Regions from separate parts of the Zea mays genome. Here all the other regions are linked to region 2. Evidence: chromatin contacts called from public Hi-C data. All regions are on one chromosome and are shown on one strand. Each heading gives the region's core, a stretch centred on a gene start, on an enhancer-like site or on the middle of the called end of the contact. The rest is flanking DNA. Distances are from core to core; before and after follow the strand shown. Region 1 holds the start of LOC100217309. Region 2 holds the start of LOC103644203. Region 3 holds the start of LOC100280943 (50S ribosomal protein L4-like).

Region 1 (3,876 bases), core at 773-3,272, 270 kb before region 2:
AAGATGATCCTACAAATTCCCCCCGCCCCTGTAAAACTTCAAATCTGGTTGTCCTTTTGAAAAGGGAACCGTAGTCCAGAGAACGTTTGTAAAGGTCTGTACATTTTATCTGATCGTTACAGTGCTGATGAACAAACTAGGCGCATGCATAGTTGTGTCACTTAGTATGTACCAATCGGTGGTAATTGCATCGAATCATTTGCTGCGATTTTTTTTTATCTTGCGAGACAAGTGGGAGTCAGTGCTTCGTTGTATCGTACTGTTTGAACGTCTATCACCTAGTTAACCTCGTTTGTGACATGTGAGAGGATATAGGTTCTGGAATGCAGAGCTGCTGTGAGCCCTTCTTCTCTAACATGTTTATCAGAACACGCATGGCGTGTCCAAGGAGCAACTCGTAGCTACTGTCTTGGAAGATGCAGGATTAAGTGACTATCAAACAACTGTCACTGTCAGCCAGGCAACCATCCTAGCTGTAGGAAGCGTTGGGTGGGGCAGGTAGCTAGCCAACCAACGCAGAAAGCCCCGTCCGTAATGTTAGGGAGAGGGTTCGGCTGCCGCTGGTATCATTCACAGTGGCTGCTCATTTCCATAGGCATAAAACACTGATGATACAGTAGATAGGATTGTTTTGGTCAGTGTTTTTCTTTCACTAACTAGTGATCTTCAAACATATCGTATTTCTTGAAAAAAAAAGAAAAAAATGCATGTCCAATTACTTATTTGCTACCCATACTTATCCTGCAGTTATTTTGGTCAGTCTCAGTGGACGTCGTGTGTAAATTTCATTTGTACTAAATAAATCATGTAAATTCTATTTGTGCTGAATAAATTGTTGTGTATGCATTTTTTATGATATAACAGTGTATTTAAGAAGAGAATGAAGGAGAATGAGCTTCATTTAGATGAAACATTCGTGACATGGTTACCAACCACGTGTGAGTCATAAATTTAAATGTCTATAAAACTATATAATGAAACTTTATGTCATAATAGTCTTAGAAGCAACGTCATGAAACTAAAATGTAATAAAACTGTAGGGACTAAGAATTAGTCAACCAAGCACCCGGGTACGCGGGCAATTTCTTCTCTAGACCTCTAGTCCTGCAGCGTACTCCTACGTACACCCAAACGAAAATGGCATTTGCATCCCTTACGTCATCACAAAATCATAACGCCCGCCCGACCCTTTCCAGCAAAAGAAGTAGTACTGGCCCGTATACTCTTCTTCTACAAAGAAATGCGCATCTGCATCTACCTACGCCATCCAAAATCCATAACAACCAGTCATTCTCGTGACCGGGAGTCAAGCAAACTTAACACGCAAATGGCCAGGCAATTTTCCCCCTACTAGCAGCACGCCTCAATTGACGAATGGGAGACTTGACAGAAATTCTTCGGCATGTACATCAGAGAGACGACGGAGTCAACATTACTGCACAAGACGCACACAGCGCACTGTTTTTTTTTTCATTTTCCATTTTTTTTCTTGTGCAAAACTAAGCCCGGAAAAAGAGCTTGAGACTCGCAAGCCGCCTCTCAGGCTTACCTTGAAGAGGCTCACAAGCCTGCGACAAGCCTAGTTTTGTAACTCGCTCAAATAACGAGCTGAGCCAGCTCGCGTGCCTACTATATCATGTAGTGTCATATTATAACACTATTACATTATTATTACATTATTATGTTATTTATTTATTTTCTTATTTTTTTATAAATTTAATGCTATATATAGTTTAAAATATATTTCTAATTTTCTGTACATATTTTTATTTTATATATAATAAAAATATACAATTTTATATTTTGAATTGGATTTGGTGTGACAACTCGCGAGCAGGCATGCGAGCCTGAACAACCTTGAGCCGAGTCTAGTCTCCGAGCTTACTATATGACCCAGCCGGCGGCTCCAGCCCTATGCAGAACAGTATCTGAACCTCTCAATCAAGCTTCTAAATTGCAAACATGTGCAGGTTTTGAAGTGCAACAGATTCACATATACAGTTCAATTCTTGCCAATTTCTGGGAGCGAAAATCTGGCACTCGAATGCCGAACGCACAAGCGTGTTTTCTTTTCCTCAAACAATAAGCGAGCGCAACAACGAAACCGAAACTACCACGGATCAAGAAGAAAGAAAGTCCCCGAGACCCAGAGCCGCGGTCCAGAGCGGGCGGCGGCCGGCAACAACGAAACGGGCCAACGCCACCACCTCCACCTCGTCCTCCTCGGCACCTCCCCCGTCGCGTCCAGCGTTCCAGGTCCAGCTCCCCCCGCGATCCCGACGACCCCGTCCGCCTCGGCCTGCGCCTCCCCGCTACAAGGGTCCGCCCGCGGGCGCCGCGGTACCAGCGAGCCCCTCCTCCTCCACACTCTGCGGCGCGGAGATCCTGTCCCTGTGCCCCGGACCGAGAGGAGCCAGACGCCGGCGTCTGGAATTCGGACATGGAAGCGGCGGCGGCGGTCGTAGGCTTCGGCGCTGGCGCGGGCCTGACCAGGTGGCAGGCGGCGGCGCTGTCGGCGGTGGCCGGCTGGGTGTGGGCGGCCTCCTTCTACGACCTCACGCGCCGGGCGCGCGCGCTCGTCCAGCCGTGGGTCACGCGCCGGGTGCACGCCGAGACGGCGGCCATTCTCAGGTTCCAGGTCCGTCCCCTCCGCGTCAATCTCTCCCCTCCTCTACGGACTACGGTTACGTACTTTCTACTCATTTCTATTTTCTCCGACGAACAAATTAACTGCATTACAATGCTTCGAATTGTTGAATCTATACCTGCTGTAATCGCATGATTGATGCCAGCCTTTTTGCTTGGCCGTCGCGTCCTTGGTGTCTATAGGACCGGCAGCTTTGTAGCAAGGGCCGGTCGATTAATTTAAGATGAACTCGGCTTCGGTTCCATTCTCTTACATCTAACTTGAATGGATTATCAATTAGCCTTAGCCAGTAAAACCAATATAAAAGTTTTGGTCTCCTGTAAATACTCCGGTGTCTTAGTTTTGTAGATTTACGTATCTCCGGTGTTTCTCAAGTGTTGAACCATTGCAGAGGCTGGAGCACAAGTTGCTGGACAATATCTTCTCTGTGCTGTCATGCGTTGTCTCCGTGCCCTTCTACACGGGATTCCTCCCTCTCCTCTTCTGGGTATGTCTTCTGTCCCGTGGCCCATGGCCACTGATTTGATTGCCTTGCTTTCTTTATTTTCTGTAACAATTCTATTTGATTCTGATTTTTTTTTTTTAAAAAACAATACTGTGTAGAGTGGACACGGCAGGCTGGCTAGGCAGATGACCCTCCTCATGGCTTTCTGTGACTACCTCGGCAACTCTGTCAAGGTTTGTCATCTGTTTCATAACAACAAATTGAAGAGATTGGCTTTAGTTTAACCGCCGACACTCTCAATCTTTCTGAGTGCAGGATATAGTGTCAGCCGCTCGGCCGTGCTCTCCTCCTGTAAGACGAGTGACGGCTACAGAAGACGAGAAGGAAAATGCCATGGAATATGGGCTTCCATCATCGCATGCTCTCAATACCGTTTGTTTGACGGGGTATGTGTGTTCCTGCTCTTATCTCGACAGGGGGAAGCTCCAAAGGAATTGCCGGCTAAACGCTCCTTCTAATCAATGTTCAATGCAGATATTTACTACACTACATCCTCACGTTTGGAGAACATGGTAGTGTTACAGTTGCTGCGGGTTTATCTCTAGCTTTCTTGCTTGTCATGCTAGTTGGCATCGGTGAGTTAGAGTTCTCAAGGCAACTGTTTTTTTTCTCTCTCTTTCTCTCGAGTTACCGAAACATACTGACGGTTTGGTTTACCTTAAATTGGCAGCGAGGATATATCTGGGTATGCACAGCTTGACCGACGTTGTTGCTGGAATTGGTT
Region 2 (4,122 bases), core at 19-2,518:
CTTAGCCGCCTTGGCGGTAACAACGAGACACCATAGCCATGGAGAGACAATTGTTGTGTATAAGAGCTTCTTCTAGGAAGGGCTTCACTTTCTAGTGCAACCAATGTTTTTGTAAGTATTGAGGAAGTATGTAAAACTATTTTCATTAGTTACCCCAAGTGCTATAATGCGATTAGGGGTGTTCATATGGGATGCCCGGTCAGCTAGTCGAAGTAACTCCGAATTCTTCTATAGAGCACACGAGCTTGATTACGAGACAAAAGCCTATGGAATGTTATAACTTCCAATATCATCAAGATATGACAACACCTATTCAACAGCGAAATTTGGGTATTACCATAAAAAATAGCTAATTATATGAGGTAAGTCTAATTTTCGTGGGCCTATGCACGACGCAAGTTACGGAAATTGCTGTTGTGTACAGTAAATTTATACATGTTTACCTCGTGTTGTGGCTAAATCACACAACTTTATTATTGATCAAATAAAATTATTTAATAATGCGAAACAACATTAGTTATGTACTGATGAAACAAAACTGTAAGGAAATTGCAAATCTAGCGAGCAGGTCGGCCGCGCGCGCTATCCTTTCTGGAACTTGGACTTGAGGAGCTTGATGGTGTCGGCGTCCACCTGGAAGCTCTTGGCCAGGACGTCGTCAGGGATCTCCGGGTCGGCCCCGAACAGGGTCTGCGCGGCGAGCACGACGCCGGGCAGCTGGCTGTTGAAGACGGTCATGGCGCGCGCGGCGCCTTTGCCGACGTTGTACTGGAAGTGGACCATCCCGCGCGGGATGACGAAGCTCTCCCCGGCGCGCACCACCTTGGAGTAGAACCTGCCCTCCGTGCTGACGAAGCCGACCAGCATCTCGCCGGCCTCCACGTGCACCAGCTCGGCGGACCGCGGGTGGGTGTGCAGCGGGTTGACGCCGCCGGGGGCGAGGTCGACGCGGTTGATGGACAGGCCCAGCGTGTTGAGCCCCGGGAACGCCTCCACGTTGCCCGGCGTCACGCCCGCGCCCATCGGGTTGTCCGTGCTCGCGCCGCCCGCGTGCGCCGCGAAGAAGAAGTCGTCCGAGACCACCGTCGACGCCGGCTTGCACGGGAAGCCCGGGTAGGTGCTGGAGGAGGAGGACGCGTTGTTGTGGCCGCCCGGCGCCACGGCCACGCAGAAGTCCTGCACCGGGTCCGGGTCGGCGCGGCAGACGGTGGCGAGCAGCGTCGCCGACAGCAGCAGGAGGAGGAACGAAGACGACGCTGGCTTCGACATGGCTCTGGATTGGAGCACCGTGCTCGTGCTCTGCTGGCGTGACACGATCGATCGATATGTGTGTCTGTCGATGATCGTGCTGAGCTTCGATTGGCGTTTTGGAGGTATGCTGCCATGGCTATATAAACCGGAGCAAGTGTATGTGTGGTGCGCGCGCGCGTGAAGAGGACGTGCGATACAAACGCCAAGGAATTGAAGGGTTCAAAGGCTGCCCCTGTCCAGGTTGACTTTGTGACCGAGACATCCACAAGCCGTGTGCGATATTTCCTTGCAGTGCCATGGTTGCCATTGTCAAGTTGTAGTAGGTGGCTTGACCATGGTACGTCCACATCCTAGGGATGGCAACGCTCGTGCCCACCGGTAAAAATCATATAGGGTATGAGTTTAATGGCTAGTTTGGGAACTACATTTTTCCAAGGGATTTTCATTTTCTCAAGAAAAAATGAACTAATTTCTCATAGAAAAATAGAAATCCTTCAGAAAAATAGCGTTCCCAAACTAGTCCTAAGTATGAGTTTATATCCACGTGGGTGCAGGTTTGATTCTCAATCCGACAGATTTTTTCTCACGGGTATAAAAATGCTATACCTGTTCCCACAAATCCGTTTACCCGCAATATATATATATATATATATATATATATATATATATATATATATATATATATATATATATATATATATATAAGCATGTATGTACATAATATATACACACATATATAATTACATATATACACATAAATATATATAAAAATGATACATATATATATATGTATAATTATGTGTGTGGGTATATTCATGGGTTTGTGGCATTCACATGTCATTGGTATATGTAGCATATTGTATCTGCCGCGGATAATAGATACGTGTGTAAGTTAAACCCGGGGATACGAGTTTTAAAACTCTCTGACCGCGTGTTTCAAACCGGTTGTCATCCCTAATCCTAGCGTTCCGTTAAGTTGCGATGGGCCAGCTGATCCTGGCCGTCGGATCGTGACCCCGAGTGCTCTATGACGACGGGCCGGGGTCCGGCAATCATCGTATCGCCAGCGATGACGGACGGAGTACGTCTTGGCTTGCAAGTTCTGTGGTTTGGTGGAGACCTGGTCGGCCATGGAAGAGGCATGCGAACTTTCGTCTCCCATCCAATGGAAGATGAATCAACGCGAAGTCCCTGCATGATGCAACCAGTAAAGTGAAAGAGCAGTAAAAGTCGGCGCCCGCGCAGCAGCTAGCACTTTACAGTTTACACACGGCACACCTTTGGGACTTCACCGTCGAGTGGCCCGGCCCAAAAGTCTCAGAACAAACCCAGCTTCGAGGATTTTCTTGGCCTGGGCATATATACAACTAGTAACTTAGCTCGTGTCTCGCGCGAGCAGTCGATGTTTTACATATTTTAGAGCATTCATATAGGAACAACAAAATATGTAGACATGTATAGAAGTGACACAATTATCTGAACAGACAACTGGACACAGTGGTAGAACATTTCAATCATTTATATTAGTTCAAATGCTGGATTTACAGTTAGGTCACTGAATGCAATGGCTAAACATTTCAGTATCATTCAGATCCTTTCTCCTTCGCACTGCCTTTGGATTAAAATTCTAAAGCAGACAATCCATGGACAATGAAATTTTACCTTTTACGCTTCTATGGGAAAAAATGAGAACAAAAGCTAGTGTTCACTCTGTTCAACTACTCGATGATGACAATGTGGCTTCGATGAACTTTTCTGTGTAGTGTTACAGATGCTTGACTCTCAATGGCTTGCAAGGCGAGCTAGTTATATATGGAATTCAATGTGAGCATTCTTCATTAGGACAACATTTTATGCACGGTAGTGGTGGTTTCCCATGTCATTATCTACTTTGAGTTGATTAATTTATGTCCATATTATTAGGAGGTTCTGAAGTCCACTCGGGTTCAGTCAGAGCAAGATCTTAGTATCAGAGGTATTTCTCGCATTCAAGACATGCCATCATTCAGGACGCTGAAAAGTTAGCGTTGTTTGTAATTCACAGGAAAAGAGATACATTTTAGATTTCAATATTTTGTCTCAAATTTGTTGTATGTTCTTTCACTGGATTTTGAAGACGCGGAATTATGTATGTTCGTTCATGTATGATGCTCTGAAAAAGTAAATGACTGTCTACAACTCCTAACATCAAGATATGATGCTGGTGTATATTGGTCCGTTGGCGCCTGGCCCCCTGGGGCAGCTAACGCGGTGGCTGTGGACGCGTCGGCGGCGGAGGCCGAGGCCGAAGCCGAAGCCCTGCCGCCGATATCGCTGATCCGGCTGGCCACAATTTCTGTGTCCTGCTGCTCAAGCCAAGGAAGAGCAAGGCCCCAGCGGCAGACGGGACCGGGCCCACTCAGGCGCCAAGGCTGCCGGTGGTGGTGAGCCGGAATTGGAGCGTGTTGCATGTTGTGGCACTGACATGGTGGCGAGATGAGAGGAAGCGCGGAGCTGGACAGGCAGAGATGAGAGAGACGGCGTGACAGAATGTGAGAGATGTGGTGGTGGAGGTGGCCGGAGCCGTAAAAATCATATCGGAGGGTGTAGATTTTTTTTGTCTTACATGGACCGGCCGGAAGGCAACCTTTGCATCCGACTCTATTCTATATTCTATATATTACACGTCGTCAAAAAAACACACGCCGTCCGATCGTCAATCATCGCTTGATCTATTTTCCTCGGTCTCAGGGTACTTCCTCGTGTCTCTGGATACCTTCCCTCCGTCTCCGGATGCTTCCCGTGTCTCTGGATACTTCCGTTTGATACGACGTCTCCCCTTGTTTCTTTACCCTTCTGCCTCATCTAATTTCTTCCTACTCGCTCCCTCCG
Region 3 (4,093 bases), core at 232-2,731, 280 kb after region 2:
CCATTCTAGCAATGTTCTTGTAAAGCTTTTCCATAGTTGCATTGACAGCAGGTTCTTCGGAACATATATCATGTCCAAGTTTTTCATAATAAAGTTATCTCCAGCAGCTTTTAGGACATGTACAATATAGATACCACGGCACGGTCCTCCAAGTATAAAACACACCTAAGACACAGTTCAGTACAAAAAGACATATCTAAAATCTTACATCTTAATTAATGTTTCAAATTCATCGTATTAAATGGTGACTGATCCATTGTGCACTTGTATACACTGCAGGTTCACACCGTTGTTTTCTGACTTTATACTGCTGTTCAGAGTAGCGCATTGCTGAACAAACTGAACCTCCGAACCTCAAACTGAATTACTCACTTTGCTGAATAAACTGATGAGGATCTAGACAACAGTTTCAGAATGCTACAGTATTTTCAGAGTAGCGCTTGAGATGCAGATATGGTAAAATCAAAGGGGTGAACTAGAGAAGTTGCTTTGGCATGTTGTGGGAAAAGAAATGATGTTACAGTTCACATTCAGGTGCAGAAAATTAAGGTAACGAGAGAGCCCAGAGGTCTGCAGAGGGCAGAGGCTGATGAAAATGCATCAGAGGAGAGTGAAAATGCATTCAGACACAGATAATAATTAAAACCAATAATTAGATGTATCACATAGAGGTTTCAACATAAATGTATCACATAGCTGATAAATTTTGCAATATGAAATATACATATATGATTGATCTAATGTCCATCGTATCGTTGCCATACTTCACTAATCAGAGGATAGTGAAGTGTGTGCCGGCGGGGGAGGGGGTTCGGGAGGGGATGTTGTTGCCAGCAGCAAGGGGAACGTGAATGGGGAATCTCGCGGTGGGGGAGGGCATCTGGAAGAGAGGGGTAACGGCAGTTGGACGTGGAGCCGGAAGGGATGGCGGCGGCGACGGCCGGGTGACGAACGGGAGAACCTGTTTTTTTTTATTCATGGCAAAACGGATGGATGAGACTAGTGATGCAAAAGTGATGACCAAACAGATGAACGGGAGCACCGAATGCCGAAGAGACGACCAGCGTTGTACAACGAAGCGACAACATCGTATCTTTGCCTCGAGCCATGCGCGAGGAACGGTGGCTTCGCCAAGGATCGAGTCTTCGGAAATTTTACAGTTACCTCCCTAGACACGGTATAAGACACGCCGTGTTAAACAACGCTGTACATACCCTTATATTTCATCTTCTACTCCAAACTCTATGGTGTAAACGGTGCTGCAACAACGACGTAACGTAATGGCATAGACCTAGACCGGCAGCTATCGGCCCACCCATCTCGACCGAGCGGTCCTACATGAACATGTGGCGCCGCGGCCCGGGAGCAGGCCGTAGTCTGTGTGGGCTTGAGCGCGTGCTGTTGCTGAAAGGCCCAAGCGAACAAGCAAAAGGGAGGGACAGCCCACGCGGATCGGTGTGCGTGGCTCCGCGCTCCCTTCCGCCGCCAGTCCGCCGGCTCAACTCCAGCCGCCGCGTGCCCCTCCTCTCCCCACCCGATGCGGGCCCTCGCGCGCGCCGCGTCGCTGCTCCGCCGCGCCGCGGGGTCCGCGCCTACTACGGCGTCGCTGTACCATCCGCCGCGGAACGTAGGCCCTTGCCTCGTGAAGGTCTGGACCCCTCCCTCCTTCCCCATGTCCTCGGTGCGGCGTATCGCAAACCCACTCGACTGATTCGACAAAAGGGATTAACAAATCTAGGTGGTTCTAGAATCCAGAGGGATTCGGGTGGGCCGGAGCCGCGACTGTTTGTGGGCAAGTGTTAAGCAGCAGCTGCTCTTGCGTTCGGATGCTTGGTCTCTTGTAGAATGGGAAATGGGCCTGCTTCAGGCTGGAGTTGTGGTTTAGGTGCAGCATTGCTCATCCACTTGCCTGAATCCTGATTCGTAGGAAAAAAAAAGAGTATTCAAGCTTGATTGAAATCTAGTGGTTTAGCAAACATCTGATGATTTCACTCAACTGCAATTATGTTCACTCTTGAGGATTGTGCTAGTTTGCGTATTTACAAGGATCGCTCAATGCCAAGGCTTGTGATGGGAAGCGAAAGTATAGTCCCTTTTCAATCTAAGCACGCGCACACACACAGGTGTCAATTTTGTGTCTGGTGCCTTGCTTGAGAAACATCTAGCACATCCAGCTACGAATTTGCTACATTAGTTGTGGTAATAGGTGGCAATCCTGTTTTTCAGTTGAACATTAATCCAATTGCTTCTTCCATTCATTCCGTTACTTGTGCGGCTAGTCCTGTAAATTTGTCTGTTTACCTCATGCTGCATTCAGTTGCCATTCAACAAGGCCTTCGGGGACAAGATATTTTACATCTGGCTTTATTATCAAACTTTATATCTGAATATATCTTGGATTAGTGGATTACATGTGATGACAGATGCTTTACCTGCCCCCTAAAACTTGCTCTGCTCATTGTCTTTCTGTTCCTGTTTTTCCTTTTGCTTTGCTGAACCCAAACCTGTTTTATTTCGTTCTTGTTAACGGAAATGGCGACAGCCTTGCTTTGAAACATGCGCTGGAAAGCTACAACTATTACATCCTCCAATCTTCTGTAGTTTTTTTCATTAACTTATTTGACAGGAATGCATAAATCATATTTGTCCTGTTAGCATTTTGGGTATCAAGATTTCAACATAGAAGTTTTATTATATTTTTGCCAAGATCTAACTTGTTGCACCCAATCATCTGTTAAGAAATCTTTATCCTTTCTCTGTTTGAAAATGTGTTTTTTGTATATTTGATTGCACGTGAGTTCTGCATTGACCTTTTGTTTTAAATACTTGTTCCATTTCCAGAATCTGCCAGGTTTCTTTTTCAATGGGTATTCTACTCTTTTGGCTCCACCAAATGAAGTGTTGATTCCACCAGAACTCCTTTCTAGCAGGACTGTGTGGACACCAGATCGGGAGCTTGGTGAGTTCTCCCCTATGGACTAATTTCAAATCACCATTTTAGTGGATTTGTCTCAACACTAGTCTTCTGAATTTTCTTTTAACGACAAATGATATATCATATGACTTACCATTTTATCTTTTGCCAGCTAAAGCTTTGGTTACTGTTTCTTATCTAACCAGACCAAAATTCATGAATGAAACTTCACTTCTGCAGTATTGCAATTATTTATGAATAATGTTGATTTTATTTTGAATTAAGAATATGCTGGATTTTAATTCCTCTGGCTTGTTATAATATTGCAGGGCAGTATGAAGACCTGGTAGCTAGGGTCACAAACTTCCATAATGAGGACAAGGGCTTCATGGTTTTGGATGGCGATGTTTTTGATGTTCCAATTAGGAAGGACATTGTTCACCGAGTAGTAAGGTGGCAGCTTGCTAAAAGACAGCAGGTGCACCAATAGGATCACTTAATATTTTTTTACTTGGCCTTCACTTATGGAAATCTTGGACTGATGCATATCATCTTGACAAAATGACAGTTTTGTATTCTAATAAATTAGGCCCTTCTTTGTCTTTACAGGGGACACACTCAACTAAAACTATCAGTGAAGTTAGTGGCACTGGAAGAAAGCCTTACCCGCAAAAAGGAACCGGAAAAGCACGACATGGAACACTGCGCGGTGCCCAGGTTAGTTATTATATTTGCGTGAATAATATACATATATTCATATTGAGATTGCTTGAAACATACTACCCAGTTTGGAGTTCAGTCAACTAATTTATGAACATAACAGTTTCGTGGTGGTGCAACCATGCATGGGCCTAAACCTCGAAGCCATGCAATCAAGCTGCAGAAGAAAGTACGGCGGCTGGGGCTTAAGATTGCCTTGTCTGCTCGAACTGCTGAGGGGAAGGTATTTGCTACCTACTAAATTAATGTTTATGTGCTTTATGTGCTCATTTTTGGTTAATAAATGTTACTATATCTACGAAATTATTACTGGCAAATGAATTTCTATACTTAATCATAGTTTAATAGAGTGACCTTCGAAGAAACATGCTCACTACATGGGTTTTGTTTTACAATTTTTCACAAAATGACATTTTTATAAATGTTATAATTGAACTCATTTTTAATACCTTGACCTTC

What was found. Hi-C and Micro-C count contacts between places; a contact is called where the count stands out from the background.
Region 1: a contact with region 2 is called in a Hi-C map of ear, with 4 times the contacts expected there. The contact joins the promoter of LOC100217309 here to the promoter of LOC103644203 in region 2. A contact is called at or near these places in 4 of 25 Hi-C or Micro-C datasets (ear, leaf and tassel).
Region 3: a contact with region 2 is called in a Hi-C map of ear, with 2.3 times the contacts expected there. The contact joins the promoter of LOC100280943 here to the promoter of LOC103644203 in region 2. A contact is called at or near these places in 4 of 25 Hi-C or Micro-C datasets (ear, endosperm, leaf and 1 more).

What each region holds. Positions count from the first base shown.
Region 1 is chr1:297,130,913-297,134,788 of Zm-B73-REFERENCE-NAM-5.0, reverse strand. It overlaps LOC100217309, which reads left to right and starts at 2,022. Exons shown (of 8, transcript NM_001152891.2): 1 at 2,022-2,638; 2 at 3,039-3,134; 3 at 3,251-3,325; 4 at 3,408-3,538; 5 at 3,627-3,727; 6 at 3,823-3,876. The coding sequence starts at 2,441. It overlaps LOC100194266 (putative acyl-activating enzyme 18 peroxisomal), which reads left to right. Exons shown (of 14, transcript NM_001359438.1): 14 at 1-133.
Region 2 is chr1:296,857,717-296,861,838 of Zm-B73-REFERENCE-NAM-5.0, reverse strand. It overlaps LOC103644203, which reads left to right and starts at 1,268. Exons shown (of 4, transcript XM_020544537.1): 1 at 1,268-1,373; 2 at 3,841-4,122. The coding sequence starts at 1,268. LOC100273401 reads right to left here and starts at 1,361. Exons shown (of 1, transcript NM_001147838.2): 1 at 456-1,361. The coding sequence starts at 1,269. The coding sequence ends at 583.
Region 3 is chr1:296,578,418-296,582,510 of Zm-B73-REFERENCE-NAM-5.0, reverse strand. LOC100280943 (50S ribosomal protein L4-like) reads left to right here and starts at 1,481. Exons shown (of 7, transcript NM_001374362.1): 1 at 1,481-1,648; 2 at 2,842-2,959; 3 at 3,244-3,392; 4 at 3,524-3,631; 5 at 3,738-3,857. The coding sequence starts at 1,538.